Linked DNA regions of Mus musculus: all the other regions are linked to region 1. The links are chromatin contacts, called in public HiChIP or PLAC-seq and promoter capture Hi-C maps. All regions are on one chromosome and are shown on one strand. Each heading gives the region's core, a stretch centred on a gene start, on an enhancer-like site or on the middle of the called end of the contact. The rest is flanking DNA. Distances are from core to core; before and after follow the strand shown.

Region 1 (3,939 bases), core at 1,243-3,742:
AGATGGTAGTTGAGAGTGTTTGCTGCCCTTCTAGAGGACCTGGATTAGATCAAGTCCCAGAACCTACATGGAAGCTCACAACTGTCTGGAACTCACATTCTAGGGGGTCTGCAGCCCTCTTCTGGCCTCTAAGAACACCAGGAATGCACAGAGTACAGAGATATACCTGCAGGCAAAAACTTATATACATAAGATAAAATATTTTAAAATCTTTTACTTTTTAAATATCTAATAGGTTGCTTTAAAAGTGAAGAAATGCAACCAAGCACAGCAGTGTACATCTTTACTTCCAAGCACTTGGGAAGCAGAGGCAGGACAATCTCTGTGAATATAAAGCCAGCCTGGGGGCGGGGTGGTGGTGGTGGTGGTGGTGAGATGGCTCAGCAGATACGAGCTACTCTTCCAAAGATCCTGAGTTCAATTCCCAGCACTCACATGGTGCCTCACAACCATCTGTAATGGAATCTGATTCCCTCTTCTAGTGTATATGAAAACAGAGCAATTCTAAACATAAAATAAATAAATAAATCGAGAGAGAGAGAGAGAGAGAGAGAGAGAGAGAGAGAGAGCTACCCAGCTATCCTGGTCTAAAGTTCCAGGCCACCCAGGGCTACACAATGAAACCCTGTCCCAAGCAAATCATTAAACAAGCAAGCAAACAAACAAATGGCTAACTTATCAAAAAGGTGCCTTAAAGCCCTTTTATTTGGAAATAAAATCTTGGCTAAATGTTATTGTTTGAGATAACAGAAGTAAAAGGTATACACATTTTATCAAAATTTAACGTAACTATTATGGAAAGTCCCCTTATTACAGTGACACCCCCCCCCCCCCCCCGTCTGACAGTAGGCTATAAGGCACTTGTCATCTCAGAGGGGTCATGCCTCATCCCCAGGAGAAAGAAATGCAAAAGAATAGATACACACAGGCATTATTGAGTCTTCCCACTCAGCCTGTTAGCAGTCTGGCCTATGTGACTCCGTTTCTAAAAGGTTCAGAGAGCCTCCAGATCTATGAGTACATGGAGGGACTTGGAGAGAGACCACTGACAAAAGCCACTGAGACACCATCCCTTCTCCCATACCTCCCCTGTGAATCTTTTGGTCTATATTCTTTGTAATGATGTACAGTAAAAGGGTAACTATAAGAATTTTCCTGAATCTGTAAGCTGCTCAAATAGATTAGTCAAGCGCAAGGAGAGAGCTATGGAAACCTCATTTTGCAGGCAGTGGACAAGTAAAAACAAGCTGGGTCTCCTGACTGCCATCTTAAAGCGCAGGGCAGTAAAGAGGAGCAGTCTTGGGGAGTGATCCTCAACATGTAGGGTTTGAGCTTCAAAATTTCTGGATTAGGGTTCACTGGCTTTCATAGACTCTGCTGATGTTCACTGGATTAGGTTGATGCTGTTGATGTCCACTGCTTGCTTGCTTCTGGGAAGAAGTCTCCATACCTTTTGAGGTCACAGGCATTTCTTTGGTGATTTTTTTCCTAGACACAGAGTGATATTATGTGCATCATTTAGGCACTGTAACCTACTGTTGATAGTCCTACTTAAATACAGTCAGTGTGGTGTGATGCTTTGGTGGCTTGTCTTCTAACTAGTCAGCGACTATAAGTGACTAACAGGTGCGTTACATAGACAATGTACATACACCCAACAAAAGGAAGTTTACTACCAAGTGGGATGGAGCAAGACTGTGAGATTTCCCCACATAACCCAGAGTGATGCACAATCTAGAACTCGTTCCATTCTGGAACTTATCACCTAATACTTTCACACTTTGTCTGATCTTGGAAGATGAAACCACAGAAAAGGGGACCTGGAGAATTGACTCCTGAGGAGAAAATGTAGCGTGTTGTAATTAATGCTTAAAGTTCATTTCTTGGTTGGCTTTGTTGCCTGCTAGCTGTATACTCATTCTTAATTCATTAAGCCCTGTTTTTAAATTTAATTACAGAAAAATATTTACTTCATTGTATGCAAATATTTAGAATGGCTATGAATAGAGACAGAATGTAATTGAGTCAGCAATGGATGACACAAAGATAGCGATTATGTACCTAAACATAGTTGATGTAACTATTCACAAATCACAAATAAATTAAAAAAAAAAAGAATTGAGAGATTTGCATTAGCACCTAGAGGTGCATGGAAGAGGGTCTTTACCTCTAAGGTACTGTTTATCAAAATAAGACAAACAAAAACCGCCCCAAAACTAGCCAAACGGAATCTTTTGGATCACAATTTTAAAACATAATAGAAAAAAGAAAACAAGACAGTGTGCAAACTGTCAATATGAAAAGAAAAAAAGGAAAAGGGAAAAACGAGTCTCAGCCTGGCTCGTCGCGTGGAAGAGCGTGGGGAAATGCCAAACAGCAAAGAAGTTTGCACAGCCCCCCCCCCCCCAAAAATGCTCAGCGTCTGTACCGGGAAGCTTCCCCGTCTCCCAGGCAACCGGCGCCTCAGCCAATCGCAACTGAGTATCGGGGTCACGTGGCCCGACCTGGCAAAATGGCGGCGCTGCTGGAGGCGCGGCTGGCGGGCTCTGGCGTCTGAGCTTCTGCCCCGGAGCTCTCGCGACCCAGAGGATGGCGGGCCTTGCGAGGGGAGACTCGCGTGGGCGCCCGCCCGAGCTCCCTGGAGACCTGTCCTCACAGGAAGAGGAAGAGGAGGAAGGCGACTCCGACGCCGGGGCCAGCAGCTTGGGCTCCTACTCCTCAGCCAGCAGTGACACGTAAGGCTCCTGGAGACTGCGGGTCCCCTGCCCTTGCTCGCACGCACGGGGAGCGGGGAGCAGTTCGCTGGCGGGCTTGCTCCGGTTTCTGGATAAGGGGTGGGGGTGGGGGTGGGGGTCCCTGCCTCTGGTGGGTTCTGTGTCTGTGAAGGATCATTGTTGTGCTCTGTAGCACTGCCTTCTTACCTCACTGTGTCTTAGAGCATTCTTTAACATTTATTTTTATTATTTTTTTATTACATGTACCTGTGTGTCTTTGTGTGGGTATCTGCACATAAGTGCAGGTGCCCACAGAGGCCAGAAGAGGGCATTGAATCCCTGGAACTAGTGTTTTCCCGGGTTGTGAGCAAGCATGTTGGTGCTTGGAACTGAACTCCAGTCTTCTCCAAGAGCAGCAAACACACCTAACTTATGAAGTCCCTCTGCACCCTCAGACTCCTGAGTATTTGCTGGGGAGAGACACCGTACACACACTTTGTGAGGCAACTATTTAATATTAGGGAGGTGTTTTTTTCCTCTTGTGGAAATGATAGCATAAAGAGGAGCCTCACTATCAAGACATTCTCTCTGGCTTTAGGATAGTCAGGCTGTATTTTTCTGTTCAACCCCAGGGTTTCTTTTATTTCAAGTCAGAATTCTTGGTAATATCATAAGTAAGTTATTTTGAGTCACAGTATTTCAATTCTTAAGGAATCTATCCCTGTTGCTATGGATTAAGGACTTCTTGGAATAACTACTGATAACTTAGAATGATTATTAGTGAAAGGATTCAGGTCACTGTGTGCCCAAAGGCTGTCCATACTTTTAGGGGAACATCCTATGTGCAGTTGGAACTAGCAGTTATGAATAACTGATCATCTTCAATCAACAGTATGTAACACATTCTTTTTTGTCACTAAAAGTAAGGGGAAAACCTGCTCAAATCCACTCTAGAAGCTTACTACAGAGAGATTGTAGTCTTAAAACTTCACACAGATGTAAAAATATCAACTTTGTAAGCTGTTGTTGTCATCTTAAAAAATGATTTAAAACTTTGTGGTTGGTTGCTGTGGTAAGAAATTATGACCAAAGGCAACTTAGACCCCAGGTCAGGGTCCGTTATGAGTGAAGGGCTTCAAGGCAGGACCTTGAAGCAGGCCTGGGTTGCCATTCTACATAGCAGTACCTCCAATCTGAGAACTCCCTTCACGGCCAAAGCTGCAAG
Region 2 (3,958 bases), core at 488-2,987, 260 kb after region 1:
CGGGTAGCACACATCTAAAATCTAGCTCTGGAATTCAAGGCCAGCCTGAGGTGCATAGCATGACCCTGAGTCATAATAATCTTATTTGCCTATTAAGACACTGCAAGGGAAATTCTAATATGCCAGTGTGCTTGAAATTAGAATTCTAGAATGTTAAATCATGTTGAAAATTGAGAGTGCTTCTATGAATGTAAACATTCCTTAAACTACAAATGAATCCATTAAATTGCAGGTTTTTGTTTTTGATGTGCAATCATTCCTGTGTGTACGTAAATTACGTGTTCATTATAAAGTATCTTCACACAAGCTCCATCCGGCAGGCACGGTGCTTTGTTTTCAAACAGCTTTGAGAAAGTTCTGTACATGAGATCAGCTTTTTTGTTTGTAGATTTTATTTTTATAACGTGAGTTTATGTGAGTATAGGTTTGTGTACATGAGTGCTATGTCGATAGGAGCCAGAAGGTGGCATCAGAGCCCCTGGACGTGGATAACAGGAGGCTAGCTGACAGCATTGAGTACTGATAGGCAAATATGGCTCTCTCCCACAGCAGCTAGGTCTCACTCACTATGTCGGTATCTCCTACCCCTGAGATGTGCACAGTGTCTGAAAAGCATGAAACTTGTGAAGTGATGCCTTGCTTGCAGGATAACGTGTTCATTTAAATATGTGTGGAGGTTGGCCTTAATTGTCTCAAGGATACTGCAGCCAAAGACAAAAAGGTCCTAAATGAGGACCTCACTCAGCATAGAACCTTTTAAAAGTGCCCGCTAGCCTATTCCTCTTATTCCTAACTATAAATTGCCCTTGGAGACACAGGCCCCCACTAAGACGACTCATCTTTGTTGATAGACCCCCTGACCACCCAGGTGCCATCATCTCTGATTTGCTGTCTTTCCAAATGAATCTTTCCTTGCCTCACTTCTTGTCCTGGAATCACTGGCATTTGGGGATAGCAATCTAGACCTGGATTGGAACACTATTAGGAGTTGAGATAAAACACAGACACAGAGAGAACACACTATTGAGGATCTTCAGAAAACAAGTCACTACTTTGGATCTTTTTGCATCTGATTAAAAAATCTCAAAACAATTAGGCTAAAAAGCAAACCCCTGTCGGATTATTTACTAGCAACTAATGTAAAGATCCATACCACTACTCTTTCTTCAAAACATTTTTAGAGGAAAATGACTTAGCCTAGGTCACTCACATATGGCTCAAAATAAATTTGTAAGATTGGTAGCCCAGGTTAGCCTGGAACTCCTTAGAGTCCAAGAATGGACTGACTCAACCCCAGTGCGTCGCTGTGTCCAACCTTTAATATCTGTCCGGGCAGCGGGTTGCTGGGAAAGAAGAAACTAGAACCCAAGGACATGTCCACGCTTGGAAAGCATTTTACCACTTAGGTACATCCCCAGGCTTTTTTTACTTTAGAGTCGGTGTTTTCCCTATACAGTTCATCTTAAAGCACCACACATTAATAGCTGTAAAAAAGGAAAATGGCACAACGGTGTACATGGTGGGCTGGCGGGTTCGGGGCTGTTCTAAGGAAAGTAATGGACTTTTCCCCCTAGTTCTCTTTAGGCCAAACCTACACACTTATTTAAAAGACTTTCTGCGGGAAGCCAAAGCCCTATTATCCTTCAGGTCAAAACGTAACCTATTATTAGCGTCCGCGCTACGGTCAGTCGTACACTGACCGCTTTCCGTCAAACTTAAAACCCACTTCCGGCCTAGAGCGAGGGAAAGCCCCTGCTGCGCATGCGTGTCGGTCTCCGCCTCTAAGAAGTGGAGAGTGTGCTGACGTCACCGCCAGGCTGGCTCGTTCGGAGACCGGCGGGAATTTTTCAAAATGGGAGCTCCGGGGCGCCGCCCAGGCCTCGGGAGGTACCGGGGGTACCTTTCGGTGGCGTTGGCGGCGTCGCCAGCGGCGGCGTAGAGAAGGCGTCCTGATGGGCGCCAAGACCTGCTGGCTTCTCGGAGCGCTGCCTCGGAGGGACTGCGAGAAGGCCGAGCCCCGGGCGCCGGCGGCTCGGGAACATGGCGGCGTGCATCGGGGAGAGGATCGAGGTGAGGCCGGCGGGCGCGGAGCTGAGGGAAGGTCCGATGGAGGCGGACTCTGGTATTCCGGGACCCAGTGAGCTGAGGTGAACCGAGCGCAGTGCTGAGGGGAGGTCCATTGTGGCTCGGCACAAACACACGGGAGACCAGACGGGTTAGCGGGCTGAGGCTGAGGCCCAGTCTGGCTCAGGCGCTCACTGGTGCTCAGTGACACTAGTAAAGCGGGGATGAGGCGGGCAGGCGCGGTGGCGGTGGCGGGGCTGATCGCCGAGGGACAGGCGAAGCGACCCGCCCCCTGGAGCCCCGCCCGGAGGGGAGCGCCTTGTACCCCGCAGGTGTGTCTCCAGCTGCGGGCCCCGCCCGGTCCTGGTCCCTTGGCGTCGGGTCCGCACTCCCGCCTCCAAAGCCGCGCTCCGCTTGCCCCCTCCCCGGGGATGGCGGTTACCGTGGCGGGAGCTGCGGCGGGAACCTGGTGGGCCAGAGGAGGGACCCGAGCTAACCAGCTCATTAGAGTCCTTAGCCTCCATCAGGGAGGGAGCTCAGAAAATCTCTCAGAGCGTCAAGATGCCTTCCACCCCAGACACCTGCATCATCGAGGTGTGGCAGCTGCTTGAACCATGTCTCCTTTTCTCTTTGGCCCATTTCACATCCCATCCCCTACCCAACTTTCTTACTTTCTAGATCTGCGATTCCTCACGTGTAATCCTTAATTTTTTTTTTAAAAGGACTTTAAGGTTGGAAATCTACTCGGTAAAGGATCATTTGCTGGTGTCTACAGAGCTGAGTCCATACACACTGGTTTGGAAGTTGCAATCAAAATGGTAAGAATGTATTAGTTATTGTTTCTTCAGTATTTTTGCAAGGTACTAGAGAGCAATGAAGGCATGCTATTTAAAATGTCCCACTCATTATCTGCTAAAGACTGCACCTTGCCACCCTGCCAAATGTGTGCATTTGTAATAATTGCATAATACATTGCATAACCAAAAGACAGCTGTTAAGTACAGCATCTGAATTTAAGGACATTTAAGAGACTCTTAACCTTGCTTAAGTGAAGTTTTATACTTTACTAGGGTTCAGGAGACCAGTACATTTTGTTGCTATGAATACTTAAGGTAATGAGAAGTCAGCAATTTATAATAATAATATGCTCATTTGTGGCTGTAACGGTCCAAGAATACCATTATGGTCAGCCTGTGATCCCAGTTCTGAAGAGTTGGGAAAAAGAAAATCCTAACTCCAGGGCCAATCTCTGCTATCACATAAATGCACTGGACATACTGGGAATGTACTCTGTTAGGTCGAGGGCAGAGCACAGATAGGAGTAAACTGACTTCAAAGACTATATTAAAAAAAAAAGACTTCTTACAATTATAGGTTGTTGTTTGAGCTTTTGTCTGGGCTTAGGGGTATAGCTAGGTGGTAGAGTGCTTTTCTCTAGCATGCACAGGGCTCTAGATCAAGCCACAACCATAAAAATCAACAAATAAATCTGCCCTCTTATTTTTAGATAGATAAGAAAGCCATGTACAAAGCTGGAATGGTACAGAGAGTCCAAAATGAGGTGAAAATACATTGCCAGTTGAAACACCCCTCTGTCTTGGAGGTAAGATACCAGATGTATTAAAGTAGTTAAGGAAAGCTGGATGTTCGTATAGTTGACGGCACCCTTTTCTGTTTTAGCTCTATAATTACTTTGAAGATAACAATTATGTCTACCTGGTATTGGAAATGTGCCACAATGGAGAAATGAACAGATATCTGAAGAACAGAATGAAGCCTTTCTCAGAAAGGGAAGGTGGGTGTCTTTTGGGGGTTGGGGTGTGGAATTTGTCTCTCTCTGTTCTGTTTGGTAAAACTTGGCTTTTCAATGTGTGGTTTTGAAAAATGTGGTATT
Region 3 (3,744 bases), core at 714-3,213, 310 kb after region 1:
AAAAGTGGTCGGCCTCTGTTCTCTTAAATAGAATTCATAAAGGAAGTCAGTTGAGAGCACTAGACACTCAAGAAAAGAAGAAGGATCTAATCCAATTACATCAATAAATCCTGATTAGTCAATCTTGTTTGATAAGGGTTGCTGGCTTACTATACTGAACTTTGTACAGTAAAGTACAAGTGAGCAAACCCTGCAGTTAGTCATAGCTAGGGAATCAACTTATGATTTTAAAAACAGCATACATATTTCCTTTTAATTTTTAAAATGCTAAACACAGAACATAGAGTTCAATCTAATGAACTCTTCATGGACAGGAACATCTGTCCATCTTCACCTATAGATGAAGCCTAACACAATCACTTATTTAAAAGGGAGAGAAAAGTAAGAGAAAATGTGTTTAAGCTTATTTCAATCAAAATCATATTTCTGTGGTTAGCTGTACATATATAACTCAAGGATCCCACACTCTTTCTGGAAAACACAGGCCAGACATGAAATACAACAAAAGAAAAGCAAGCAGCACAAAGAAGGCTAGGAAATGGAAATGCCACAGCCCTATGCACGTGACTAACAGGGAGCTCTAGCCTGGCAGAGCCTGTACATCAGAAGCACAAAATTACAGTAAGTAAAAATAACTTCAGGGTCCCGGCAAATAACAAGCCTGGAAGAAAAAAAGTTGTTGGCAGGAGTTGCAGGTAACATAAATGAGGGTTGCTGACAGATTTCAAAAGGGAGAAGAGGGATGGCCTCTTCTAGGCGTGGAATACGCAGGGCAACTATAGAGCTGTAAGAACTCCAAAAGGATTGCGGCACAGCAAAAAGCAGGGCAGAAGCCAACAGCTTCGAAGGTCTCAACAGGCCTGGGGGATGCAGCTCTTTTAAAACAAATGTCAACACTGCTACTTATTTTAATCACCTCAAGATAAAAATCAAGAAACATAAAATTGTAATCCATCCTCTGGCCTCTGTACAAAGCATGATGCATGTGCCACCCGTTCCCCCTCAAAAAATGAACCTAATAAAACACACACTGCGCTTCAAATAAAAGACTCGATGAAATAATACTTATTGCTTCGTAAAAGTAAGAATACATATTGCTACAGTAAGACAAGCCCAACTTTTCTAAATTAGTGCTCATAAATTAGGATCAAAATGAGAATTACAAGGATGAAAATACTAATGAAACGCTTAAAGGTGTCTTTATTTTGGACATGTGATACTGAGCAAATGTGAGTCATTTTAAGTGGGTTTATTTGCAAAATATGAAGACGTTATTAGGCAGGTTAGGAAAAGTCTAACTCAAGTTTAGCTCTTGAGTGTCGGTTAAAACCACCATTTGGGGCTTTTGTGACAGTGGACAGCTACACAGGGTCAACAGAATGCAGTGTCTGCTGTAAAGGAGGCAGCTTAGGTTTCTTCATACAAAACAAAGGAAAAATAGTGAAGAAAAAGAAGCTCTCAAGCAAGAAGGAATTACCATAACAGGATTCAGGCAGATGCTTAAGACACACAGCACAAGGGCTACAATGTGAAACTGCTGTGACCTTTGTGAAGCATCCCCCTGCCCAGCTTTCTAGGTACACAAGTTCTCCAAGCACCAAGATTCTCCTCTATTCCCAAGTACACGCCATTATCCCGGAGCCTGTCCTAAGCGGCTCCGAAGGCGTTGCTGGGCATGCGCATGTGCAGCCGGGTTTCGGGTCCGGACAGTGGACTCACTGTTCCCAGCTAGTCCCACCCGCCTGCTCACCTGCTTCCGGGTGATCCCGGGCCCAAGAGGGGCTCCCGCTCGGCCTCACTTCCCAGGTTCGCCATAATTCCAGCTCTCGCTAGGCGGCGCGCTGCCCACTCTCGCGACACCTGCTCCTTCTCCAGGCCCGGAGCTGTCAAAACACTCCTACGAGTGCGCTTGCGCGCCGTGAGGCCGGAAGCGGACCGGCAGCCGAAGGGAAATGTGAAGTGTGTGGGCCCTGCAGGAGGCGGTGGTGGCAAACAGAGAGAAGGCCGGAAGAGGTGGAGCAAGGCCAGAGCCGGCCTCTGGGGGCGTGTCCCGCGGACGCCACGCCCCGCCCCGAGGACGTCCTCCCTGTCAGGCTGGCTGGCAGCTCGCCTGCTGTTTTGTACCTGAGCAGATTCAGCTCTCTGCTGTCCGAGCTGAGGCGAAAGTCCGGTGCCTTAAGCGTGGAGAGCGGTGGTGGCCAGAGGCTTGGCGAGTTCCCCTTCAGGTGTGCCTCGGCGAGCGGCCTGTAAGTAACAGCCTCTGTCATCTGCTTACGTGCAAGGCGGCATGAAGGCAGCAGTGTCCTGTCCGACAGAGGGCGTTGGGGACCCCTGTGACCCAACCCTGCTGGCCATCAGCGCCTCACCTGAAAGGGACTGAGGATGAGGCTGATGGTAGGCAGCCGCTGTTATACCCCTGACTCCGCTCCTGAGAGACTTGGAAGTCGCGGCTGATGGCAGCCAGACACTGATGCCCCCGCCGGCTCCTCACTTGAGGGGACTGAAGGTCGGGTCTGAGGAGGCTACAACCTCGCTGGTTCCGGGCCCCAGAACCTCAACTTTGCAAAAAACCAGCCCCTAGGCAAAGCCTGCTTAGCTCCAACCCGCTGCTTTCAGCACCAGGAACATAAACACTCAACAGACTCAGATACTGTTGACTTCCTAGTCTCTGTCCCTGCCATTGGACTTGTCAGCTAATTGCTGCTAGAAGTCATCGTGTGTCTCCTAAAGTAATGTTTTCTTAACTATAGATAAGATTGTCATGTGATTTCATTGGATCACATCTCTCCTAGGACACGGGTAAAGCAGATACTTATCTATCTGATCAAGACCGGAGGTCGAGATAAGTTACCCGGAATCTCTCAGAGTTGGGGCCCAGTCTCAATTCTTGAACTCCTTGAACGCTTAGCGTTTGTCCTGCCTCAGGAGCTCTCTGTTGTGTGGTATTCCCATCTCCTCTCCTTTGATCTTTCATTTGTGATCATCTCATGTGCAGCCAATCAGGCATACCCTACTAGAGAACTGTTAAACTTGAAATGTCTTCTGTTAATTATCTTTGAATCCAATCCTGATTATTAGATACTTCATTGTATTCAGTCCTGCACATTTATCTATAGTAACAGAAACAAGGAGATTCTCGTTATTGGTTCCAAGACTACAGATGGGTAGAAAATAAAGTCCTTTTTTTTAACCTCAATATTCTTCCTGTGTTATGGTTGTCATTTCTAATCCCTGGACAGTTGCACAATTTGTGACTCATATGTAATAGAGGAAGAAAAATTTAACTAGCATTCCATCAAGTACAATTTGGTATATGTTGAAAGAAATTTTATTCTTATTCGGGTCCTCATTTCATCCCTACAATGGTTTTCTAAAGAGGAGAGAGATTGACTCAAGTAGACAAAGAAGTGAAAGGCAGAGAGAATAGGAAGATGGCAGAGGGCTACAGAGCTAACCAACAGTAGCTTGAATTCAAGAAACAGGACTCCTCTAACAACAAAACCTGTGCTGTTTACCACCAGGTTTCCTGTAAACAGAATATCAAGAATATTTTCTCATATTTCCTAATAGCAAAGCAAGTATTTAGTGTTTATTTAAATGAAATAATTTGTTGCTCTGTATTAGGCCAAGTATAGTTTTCTACTTTCCAGTTGAGGTGGCTCACTCAAGGTCACACAGCTAAGTGGGGAAACTCAGGTCTTTCCATTACTGTCTCCAAGTGATGAATTCAGACAACAAAAACAC
Region 4 (4,247 bases), core at 829-3,328, 350 kb after region 1:
CAAAGACCAAGTTTCTCCTCAATAGACCAACCTACTGACTAAACAATGCACTCATTTAGTATGATCTGCAGATTTTCTCTTCTAAGTATCTATGCTATCCATGACTTTGCCTTTGGGCCTGAACCAACAAACCTAAACTATACACCAATGGGTCTATTACAGAAAAAGTGTCGGCCTCTGCTCTATTAAATAAAATTCATAAAGGAAGTCAGTTGAGAGCACTAGACACTCAAGAAAAGAAGGATCTAAGCCAATTACATCAATAAATCCTGATTAGTCAATCTTGTTTGATAAGGGCTGCTGGCTTACTATACTGAACTTTGTACAGTAAAGTACAAGTGAGCAAACCCTGCAGTTAGTCATAACTAGGGAATCAACTTATGATTTTAAAAACAGAATACTTGTTGAATTGTTCTGAAAATGTTTCCTTTTAATTTTTAAAATGCTAAACACAGAACATAGAGTTCAATCTAATGAACTCTTCATGGACAGGAACATCTGTCCATCTTCACCTATAGATGAAGCCTAACACAATCACTTATTTAAAAGGGAGAGAAAAGTAAGAGAAAATGTGTTTAAGCTTATTTCAATCAAAATCATATTTCTATGGTTAGCTGTACATCTATGACTCAAGGATCCCACGCTCTTTCTGGAAAACACAGGCCTGACATGAAATACAACAGAAGAAAAGCAAGCAGCACAAAGAAGGCTAGGAAATGGAAATGCCACAGCCCTATGCATGTGACTAACAGGGAGCTCTAGCCTGGCAGAGCCTGTACATCAGAAGCACAAAATTACAGTAAGTAAAAATAACTTCAGGGTCCCGGCAAATAACAAGCCTGGAAGAAAAAAAGTTGTTGGCAGGAGTTGCAGGTAACATAAATGAGGGTTGCTGACAGATTTCAAAAGGGAGAAGAGGGATGGTCTCTTCTAGGCGTGGAATAGGCAGGACAACTACAGAGCTTAAGAACTCCAAAAGGATGGCTGCACAGCAAAAAGCAGGGCAGAAGCCAACAGCTTCGAAGGTCTCAACAGGCCTGGGGGATGCAGCTCTTTTAAAACAAATGTCAACACTGCTACTCATTTTAATCACCTCAAGATAAAATCAAGAAACATAAAATTGTAATCCATCCTCTGGCCTCTGTACAAACCATGATGCATGTGCCACCTGTTCCCCCTCAAAAGATGAACCTAATAAAACACACACTGCGCTTCAAACAAAAGACTCGATGAAATAATACTTACTGCTTCGTAAAGGTAAAAATACATATTGCTACAGTAAGACAAGCCCAACTTTTCTAAATTAGTGCTCATGAATAAGGATCAAAATGAGAATTACAAGGATGAAAATACTAATGAAACGCTTAAAGGTGTGTTTATTTTGGACCTGTGATACTGAGCAAAGTGTGAGTCATTTTAAGTGGGTTTATTTGCAAAATATGAAGAAGTTATTAGGTTAGGAAAAGTCTAACTCAAGTTTAGCTCTTGAGTGTCGGTTAAAACCACCATTTGGGGCTTTTGTGACAGTGGACAGCTACACAGGGTCAACAGAATGCAGTGTCTGCTGTAAAAGAGGCAGCTTAGGTTTTTTCATACAAAACAGGAAAAATAGTGAAGAAAAAGAAATTCTCAAGGAGGAAGGAATTACCATAACAGGATTCAGGCAGATGCTTAAGACACACAGCACAAGGGCTACAATGTGAAACTGCTGTGACCTTTGTGAAGCATCCCCCTGCCCAGCTTTGTTAGGTACACAAGTTCTCCAAGCACCAAGATTCTCCTCTATTCCCAAGTACACGCGATTATCCCGGAGCCTGTCCTAAGCAGCTCCGAAGGCGTTGCTGGGCATGCGCATGTGCAGCCGGGTTTCGGGTCCGGACAGTGGACTCACTGTTCCCAGCTAGTCCCACCCGCCTGCTCACCTGCTTTCCGGTGATCCCGGGCCCAAGAGGGGCTCCCGCTCAGCCTCACTTCCCAGGTTCGCCATAATTCCAGCTCTCGCTAGGCGGCGCGCTGCCCACTCTCGCGACACCTGCTCCTTCTCCAGGCCCGGAGCTGTCAAAACACTCCTATGAGTGCGCGTGCGCGCCGCGAGGCCGGAAGCGGACCGGCAGCCTAAGGGAAGTGTGAAGCGTGTGGGCCCTGCAGGAGGCGGTGGTGGCAAACAGAGAGCAGGCCGGAAGAGGTGGAGCAAGGCCAGAGCCGGCCTCTGGGGGCGTGTCCCGCGGACGCCACGCCCCGCCCCGAGGACGTCCTCCCTGTCAGGCTGGCTGGCAGCTCGCCTGCTGTTTTGTACCTGAGCAGATTCAGCTCTCTGCTGTCCGAGCTGAGGCGAAAGTCCGGTGCCTTAAGCGTGGAGAGCGGTGGTGGCCAGAGGCTTGGCGAGTTCCCCTTCAGGTGTGCCTCGGCGAGCGGCCTGTAAGTAACAGCCTCTGTCGTCTGCGTACGTGCAAGGCGACAGGAAGGCAGCGGTTCCCTGGTTCGAGGGAGGGCGTTGGGGACCCCTGTGGCCCAACCCTGCTGGCCATCAGCGCCTCACCTGAAAGGGACTGAGGATGAGGCTGATGGTAGGCAGCCGCTGTTATACCCCTGACTCCGCTCCTAAGAGACTTGGGGGTCGCGGCTGATGGCAGCCAGACACTGATGCCCCCACCGGCTCCTCACTTGAGGGGACTGAAGGTCGGGTCTGAGGAGGCTACAACCTCGCTGGTTCCGGGCCCCAGAACCTTAACTTTGCAAAAAGCCAGCCCCTAGGCAAAGCCTGCTTAGCTCCAACCCGCTGCTTTCAGCACCAGGAACATAAACACTCAACAGACTCAGATACTGTTGACTTCCTAGTCTCTGTCCCTGCCATTGGACTTGTCAGCTAATTGCTGCTAGAAGTCATCGTGTGTCTCCTAAAGTAATGTTTTCTTAACTCTAGATAAGATTGTCATGTGATTTCATTGGATCACATCTCTCCTAGGACACGGGTAAAGCAGATACTTATCTATCTGATCAAGACCTGAGGTCGAGATAAGTTACCTGGAATCTCTCAGAGTTGGGACCCAGTCTCAATTCTTGAACTCCTTGAGCGCTTAGCATTTGTCCTGCCTCAGGAGCTCTCTGTTGTGTGGTATTCCCATCTGCTCTCCTTTGATCTTTCATTTGTGATCATCTCATGTGCAGCCAATCAGGCATATTCTACTAGAGAACTGTTAAACTTGAAATGTCTTCTGTTAATTATCTTTGAATCCAATCCTGATTATTAGATACTTCATTGTATTCAGTCCTGCACATATATCTATAGTAACAGAAACAAGGAGATTCTCGTTATTGGTTCCAAGACTAAAGATGGGTAGAAAATAAAGTCCTTTTTTTAACCTCGATATTCTTCCTATGTTATGGTTGTCATTTCTAATCCCTGGACAGTGACACAATTTGAGACTCTTATATAATAGAGGAAGAAAATTTTAACTAGCATTCCATCAAGTAGAATGTGGTGTATGTTGAAAGAAATCTTATTCTTATTCAGGCCCTCTTTCATCCCTACAATGGTTTTCTAAAGAGGAGAGAGATTGACTCAAGTAGACAAAGAAGTGAAAGGCAGAGAGAATAGGAAGATGGCGGAGGGCTACAGAGCTAACCAACAGTAGCTTGAATTCAAGAAACAGGACTCCTCTGACAACAAAACCTGTGCTGTTTACCACCAGGTTTCCTGTAAACAGAATATCAAGAATATCTTCTCATATTTCCTAATATGAAAAGCAAAGCAAGTATTTAGTGTTTATTTAAATGAAATAATTTGTTGCTCTGTATTAGGCCAAGTATAGTTTTCTACTTTCCAGTTGAGGTGGCTCACTCAAGGTCACACAGCTAAGTGGGGAAACTCGGGTCTTTCCATTACTGTCTCCAAGTGATGACTTCAGACAACAAAAACATATTTGGTGAGTACACAGACAAGTCCTAAAGTCTAAATAAATTCAGAAACATATCAAAGGTAGCAATCAAAGCAACATGGGGGAGGACAACAGTGGTTTTTGTTTGTTTTGTTTTGTTTTATATTTTTGTTTGTTTTTAAATAGTACACCAAGAAAAAAGAGCCAAAGTTGAAGAGATTAAACCTTTCCAAATGTATTACCCAAAAATTGGGGACTTGTTGGCTATTTGTCCCCCCACTCTACCCCCTTTTCTCTTTTGGTAATGCTAGGGATTCAACTAAGCCTTTCAAGTGCTTAACAGGAAAGTTATCAACTGAGCTATACATC
Region 5 (3,906 bases), core at 479-2,978, 410 kb after region 1:
ACTTGTGCTACAGGAGACTTAGTTTGATGAAAACATCAAAACCCACTGAAAAAAAATGAAAAATGAAAAAGGTGGCGAAATGTCTAGTGTTCGTTTTACTCAAGAGCACTAAAGAATCATTTCGTTGTCTGTAGGTTAGAATCAGGACCGACAAGTGCACTTCTTGTAATGTCGAGGCTGGGTCTTCACTTGAACTTGGCTCCGGATCAGGAGTGCCTATTGGAGCCCACATCGTTACTGGGAAACTTTTCCTGGGTCCTGAGGACCCGCCCTCGTGAAAAGCCTGAAGCGTTTCACCTTAGCGCAAATGGACTTTCTGGTCCTCCTGGTTCCTGAAGATTGTCCTCCTAGTCCCTGGGTCACAGACGTAAGATGCTCCCCAAGCGTAGCAGGTTCATCCTCGCGATCCGCTAGGGCGGGGCTCTCATCAAACCATGCCCGCCGCATTCGGGAAGACTCCACAGGCCGCGGTCGCCCGCAGCGTTTAGGGAATGCCCGCAAGTGGCCACGTCACTTTCCAGGGTGCCCGCCCCCTAACCTGCCTCGCCCTCTACCCGCCCCGCCCCTCACCCTGACTGGCCCTCGCCCTGGTCCTTGGGCACCTGGCCTACTGAACGCTGATTATCTTGGCTCTTGCCTACATCACGCCCCGCCCACTGGCACGCCTTTCCCCTTGCGCGCCCCGCCTCTTGGACGCCTCCGCCTCCGCACGCCCAGCCCATCGGCCCGCCTCAGCCTATAAACGCCCCGCCTACCTGGCCACCCCGCCCATTGGCCCTCCTCGCCCTCTGTACGCCCCGCCCAGTAGCCTTCCTCGCCCTCTGCACGCCCCGCCCCTGGCTGCCTCGCCCTCTGCATGCCCCGCCCTCAGGGACAGTTACCGGCTCAGGCCGCGCGCGCCTCCGCAGCTCGCCAGAGATCCTTCAGACTGGCTGGAGCGCCGCGTTGTCGCCCGCGCCCGCTGAGGGCTCGCGGCTCGGGCGCGCCCGGCGCGAGTGGCGAGCTCCGGCCGTGCGCTGCGACGAGGCCAGGCGGCGGGCGGTTAGCGCTCCGCTCGGCGGGCGGGGAGGACGGGCACGCCGGGCGCTGCACGCCTCGGCGGGCGGGTTCCGCGTCCCAGGACCGAAGCGGGTCGGTGCCCCCGTGTGGAGAGAGGGGCGGCCGGGCTCCCTGGACCCGGACGGCCCCCGGCTGGGCAGGAGGCTGGGGCCAGGGGCCGGCCATGTCCGCTCGCGCCCCGGTGCCCGCCGCTGCCACCCGGGAGGACCCGCCCGCCGTGGCCGGAGACCGGGACGCGCTGTTGGCAGCGACGAGCCGGCGGGCGGAGCAGCCGGCGCCCGGCGAGCGGGAGGGCAAGGAGGCGAGGGAGGAGCGGGCCGCGGCCGCCACCAGCGCGGGTGCGCGGGGAGAGCCGTCGCCGGCGCTCGTGCTGGGACACAGCGTGCCGCAAGCGGCCGTGCCCGTGAGGCCGCTGGCGCTGCACCTGGCGCACAAGGCGCGTGCGCCCGGGGGTCCCTTCGGCGGGGAGGCTCCGCCGCTGCCGCCGCCGCCTCCGCCGCCGCCACCACCACCGCCGCCGCTGCCGCCGCCAGCACCGCGGGACCCACCGGAGGACGCCCGCGAGGACCCAGCGGCAGCCGGCCCGGAGGACAAGCCGCCGCCGCCGCCGCCAAAGGGGAACCCGTGGACCAAGAAGCTGCCGCAGCACCTGTCCACCGTGGGCACCGGCGTGCCGTCGCCCGCTCAGGACTCCCCGGAGGCCGGTGAGTGCGGTCCGCGGGAGGTGTTTGGTTCCTAGGTGTCATTCACCGTGCCGATTTACATAAATGGACATCTAGGAGAGGGAGCGACAGGAAGAGGTGGGACCTCAGGTTCTCCTTGACGGGTAGGGGCACGACGTGGGTGACTGGGCAGCGGGGCTGTGCTGGGCTCGTGCCTTCACGTGTCGGCGTCCTAGACGCGGTGAATACCGTGGAAAAGTTTCCGGGAACTTGACACAGAGTAGAGGCGAGTCGGGACGAGCGGATTTGTAAGTGGAAGTCCGATTGGGCTGGCTCCTGAAGTGAGGTGGTGAAACGAAAGTCTCGAAAAGCTGCTAGGTAGATGTGGCTGTGAAGGCAGCTGGTATTAGGTGTTTTTGCGGTTGTGTGGTTGTGTTTCAGAATGCCTGACACAGGACAGTTGATTCAGAGTCCGGATCGCACAGCTGGTCCCACGGTAGCCTGCGCGTTAGCAATTGGGTTGTGCCTTTGCGTTCGAATGCTGACCCATGCAATATGGCCCTTGGGGCTTTATTTGGGTTGCAGCAACTGCAGTTAGAAAGTAAAATGAAGACTGGCTTGTATTTGGTGGCGTATGCCGATTGATGTAGAGGATTAGGCGTTCGAAGAGAAGTCAAAAAGAAAAAAGTTAGAATGGAAATGCTGAGTAAAACTCTCCTTTTTCTTTTTTTTTCTTTTTTTAATAAAACTGCACTAAAATAACTGAACTTTTCTGTGGGAATTGCGGCTGTTTTGTTGGCAAGTTTTCGCTGGTCTGGGGAGAGTTGGTGGAACAGCCGAAGTTTGAGCATGTTTATGGGGTTGTGAGGGTCAAATGCGGTGAAGGGATCCTGTACAATTGTGATTGTTTTATCTCTCCTGTAGGGGGAGATAAATGTTGAACCAATTTAGTTTCTTAGGTTTTGCACGCAGAACCAATTTAGTTTCTTAGGTTTTGCACGCAGAAATGCTCACTAACTTATTTGCTTTTGTTATTTTGCTTGCTTTTTGAAACACTATCTACTTGTGTAGCCCAGGGGGTTGTGGAATTCTTGATCCTCACGTCACTGTCTTCTTCAAGATACTGGGATTATAGACATTCTGCTCTCCTTATTAATTCTTACTAAATTTTGACACCTTAAGGAAAAACAAAACAAAAGCACTGAGTTTTGCTCTCCATCTTGTATTAGTACAATTCTGGCCTGCTGAAAAGAGCAGTTTACTACCATTGCTAAATAAGTGAAGAGAACATGGTATATCAAGTCTTCTTAAAATTTCGTAGAGAAACCTGTTGATCACTCTGTTACCCCTCCATATCTAGATTTACACAGAGTACTAGGCATTATAATATTTATTGAACTATGAAATATTAATCGAGTTTTTTGTGTGTTTGTTTTTGTTTTGTTTGTTTGTTTGTTTTGTTTGCTTTTCGGTTTTTGGAGACAGGGTTTCTCTTTACAGCCTTGGCTGTCCTGGAACTCACTTTGTAGACCAGGCTGTCCTCGAACTCAGAAATCCACCTGCCTCTGCCTCCCGGGTGCTGGGATTAAAGGCATGCGCCACCACCGCCTGGCTCCGAGTTTTTATAAACTCAGTTTTCTAGACTTTAAAACGTTTCAAAGTGAAACTGGAGATTCTTTTCCCCCCTCATGGGGATGAGCCTAGGGCTTTGTGCTTGCTGGGCAAGTGCTTTATCATCAAGCTGTATGTGCAGATTTTCTAGCCCCTCCCCCCAAGAATTTTATTGCAGATTACTTGGAAAAATATTTGACAGTTTAACCTACTTGTGCCTTGGATCTCCAGTCCTCCTTAGATTAAGGATACAGTGACTTACTGGGAGTGTGGCCCATACCTATAATTCCAACAAGGGGATTATGAGCTTGAAGCCAGCCTGGATTACACTCAAGACCAAGGTCTCAGAAAATCAGAAGCCAGGCCTTTAATTCCAGTACTTTTGAGGGAATGGCAGTGGATCTCTGAATTCAAGGTCAGCCTAATCTACTACTTAGTTTCAGGACAGCCAGGGCTATGTAGACAGACCTTTCTCAAATTCAAAAGGAGCTCTAGTTGCACCAATGTTTCTGTATTAACAACTCTTACATCCTGGGGTCACTGCAGTACTGGGAATGCTTTTCCTCAGATCTGT

Evidence for each region. Promoter capture Hi-C pulls out the DNA fragments that hold promoters and counts their contacts. HiChIP or PLAC-seq counts read pairs in DNA pulled down with a chosen protein or histone mark. Capture Hi-C pulls out chosen DNA fragments and counts their contacts.
Region 2: a promoter capture Hi-C map of liver shows a contact between it and region 1. The contact joins the promoter of Plk4 here to the promoter of Intu in region 1. A contact is called at or near these places in 18 of 39 promoter capture datasets (the C10 cell line, the HPC-7 cell line, the SN4741 cell line and 11 more), 1 of 15 datasets of contacts at CTCF or cohesin (the NIH/3T3 cell line), 17 of 484 Hi-C or Micro-C datasets (Sertoli cells, bone marrow-derived macrophages, embryonic fibroblasts and 7 more), 29 of 115 datasets of contacts at active chromatin or transcription factors (the NIH/3T3 cell line, the SCID.adh cell line, acute myeloid leukemia and 19 more) and 4 of 9 other capture datasets (adipose tissue, embryonic stem cells, liver and 1 more).
Region 3: a contact with region 1 is called in a promoter capture Hi-C map of pre-B cells, with 3 times the contacts expected there. The contact joins the promoter of Mfsd8 here to the promoter of Intu in region 1. A contact is called at or near these places in 16 of 39 promoter capture datasets (the 3T3-L1 cell line, 3T3-L1-derived adipocytes, the C10 cell line and 11 more), 1 of 15 datasets of contacts at CTCF or cohesin (pro-B cells), 1 of 484 Hi-C or Micro-C datasets (bone marrow-derived macrophages), 8 of 115 datasets of contacts at active chromatin or transcription factors (CD8 T cells, astrocytes, bone marrow-derived macrophages and 4 more) and 3 of 9 other capture datasets (adipose tissue, liver and macrophages).
Region 4: a contact with region 1 is called in an H3K4me3 HiChIP or PLAC-seq map of bone marrow-derived macrophages, with 6 times the contacts expected there. The contact joins the promoter of 6430590A07Rik here to the promoter of Intu in region 1. A contact is called at or near these places in 13 of 39 promoter capture datasets (the 3T3-L1 cell line, the C10 cell line, the HPC-7 cell line and 8 more), 3 of 115 datasets of contacts at active chromatin or transcription factors (astrocytes, bone marrow-derived macrophages and embryonic stem cells) and 2 of 9 other capture datasets (adipose tissue and liver).
Region 5: a promoter capture Hi-C map of adipose tissue shows a contact between it and region 1. The contact joins the promoter of Larp1b here to the promoter of Intu in region 1. A contact is called at or near these places in 8 of 39 promoter capture datasets (the 3T3-L1 cell line, the C10 cell line, the HPC-7 cell line and 3 more), 2 of 484 Hi-C or Micro-C datasets (LSK cells and bone marrow-derived macrophages), 5 of 115 datasets of contacts at active chromatin or transcription factors (the SCID.adh cell line, bone marrow-derived macrophages, craniofacial prominence and 2 more) and 4 of 9 other capture datasets (adipose tissue, liver, macrophages and 1 more).

What each region holds. Positions count from the first base shown.
Region 1 is chr3:40,538,275-40,542,213 of GRCm38.p6, forward strand. Intu (inturned planar cell polarity protein) reads left to right here and starts at 2,493. Exons shown (of 16, transcript NM_175515.5): 1 at 2,493-2,735. The coding sequence starts at 2,590.
Region 2 is chr3:40,798,214-40,802,171 of GRCm38.p6, forward strand. It overlaps Plk4 (polo like kinase 4), which reads left to right and starts at 1,738. Exons shown (of 16, transcript NM_011495.2): 1 at 1,738-2,070; 2 at 2,787-2,882; 3 at 3,572-3,667; 4 at 3,745-3,859. The coding sequence starts at 2,041.
Region 3 is chr3:40,844,891-40,848,634 of GRCm38.p6, forward strand. Mfsd8 (major facilitator superfamily domain containing 8) reads right to left here and starts at 1,964. Exons shown (of 12, transcript NM_028140.5): 1 at 1,751-1,964. The coding sequence starts at 1,815. It also overlaps the pseudogene Gm2011.
Region 4 is chr3:40,892,026-40,896,272 of GRCm38.p6, forward strand. It overlaps 6430590A07Rik (RIKEN cDNA 6430590A07 gene), which reads right to left and starts at 2,079. Exons shown (of 3, transcript NR_166482.1): 1 at 1,923-2,079. It overlaps Abhd18 (abhydrolase domain containing 18), which reads left to right and starts at 2,234. Exons shown (of 13, transcript NM_026622.4): 1 at 2,234-2,418.
Region 5 is chr3:40,948,922-40,952,827 of GRCm38.p6, forward strand. It overlaps Larp1b (La ribonucleoprotein domain family, member 1B), which reads left to right and starts at 1,729. Exons shown (of 10, transcript NM_001040399.2): 1 at 1,729-1,763.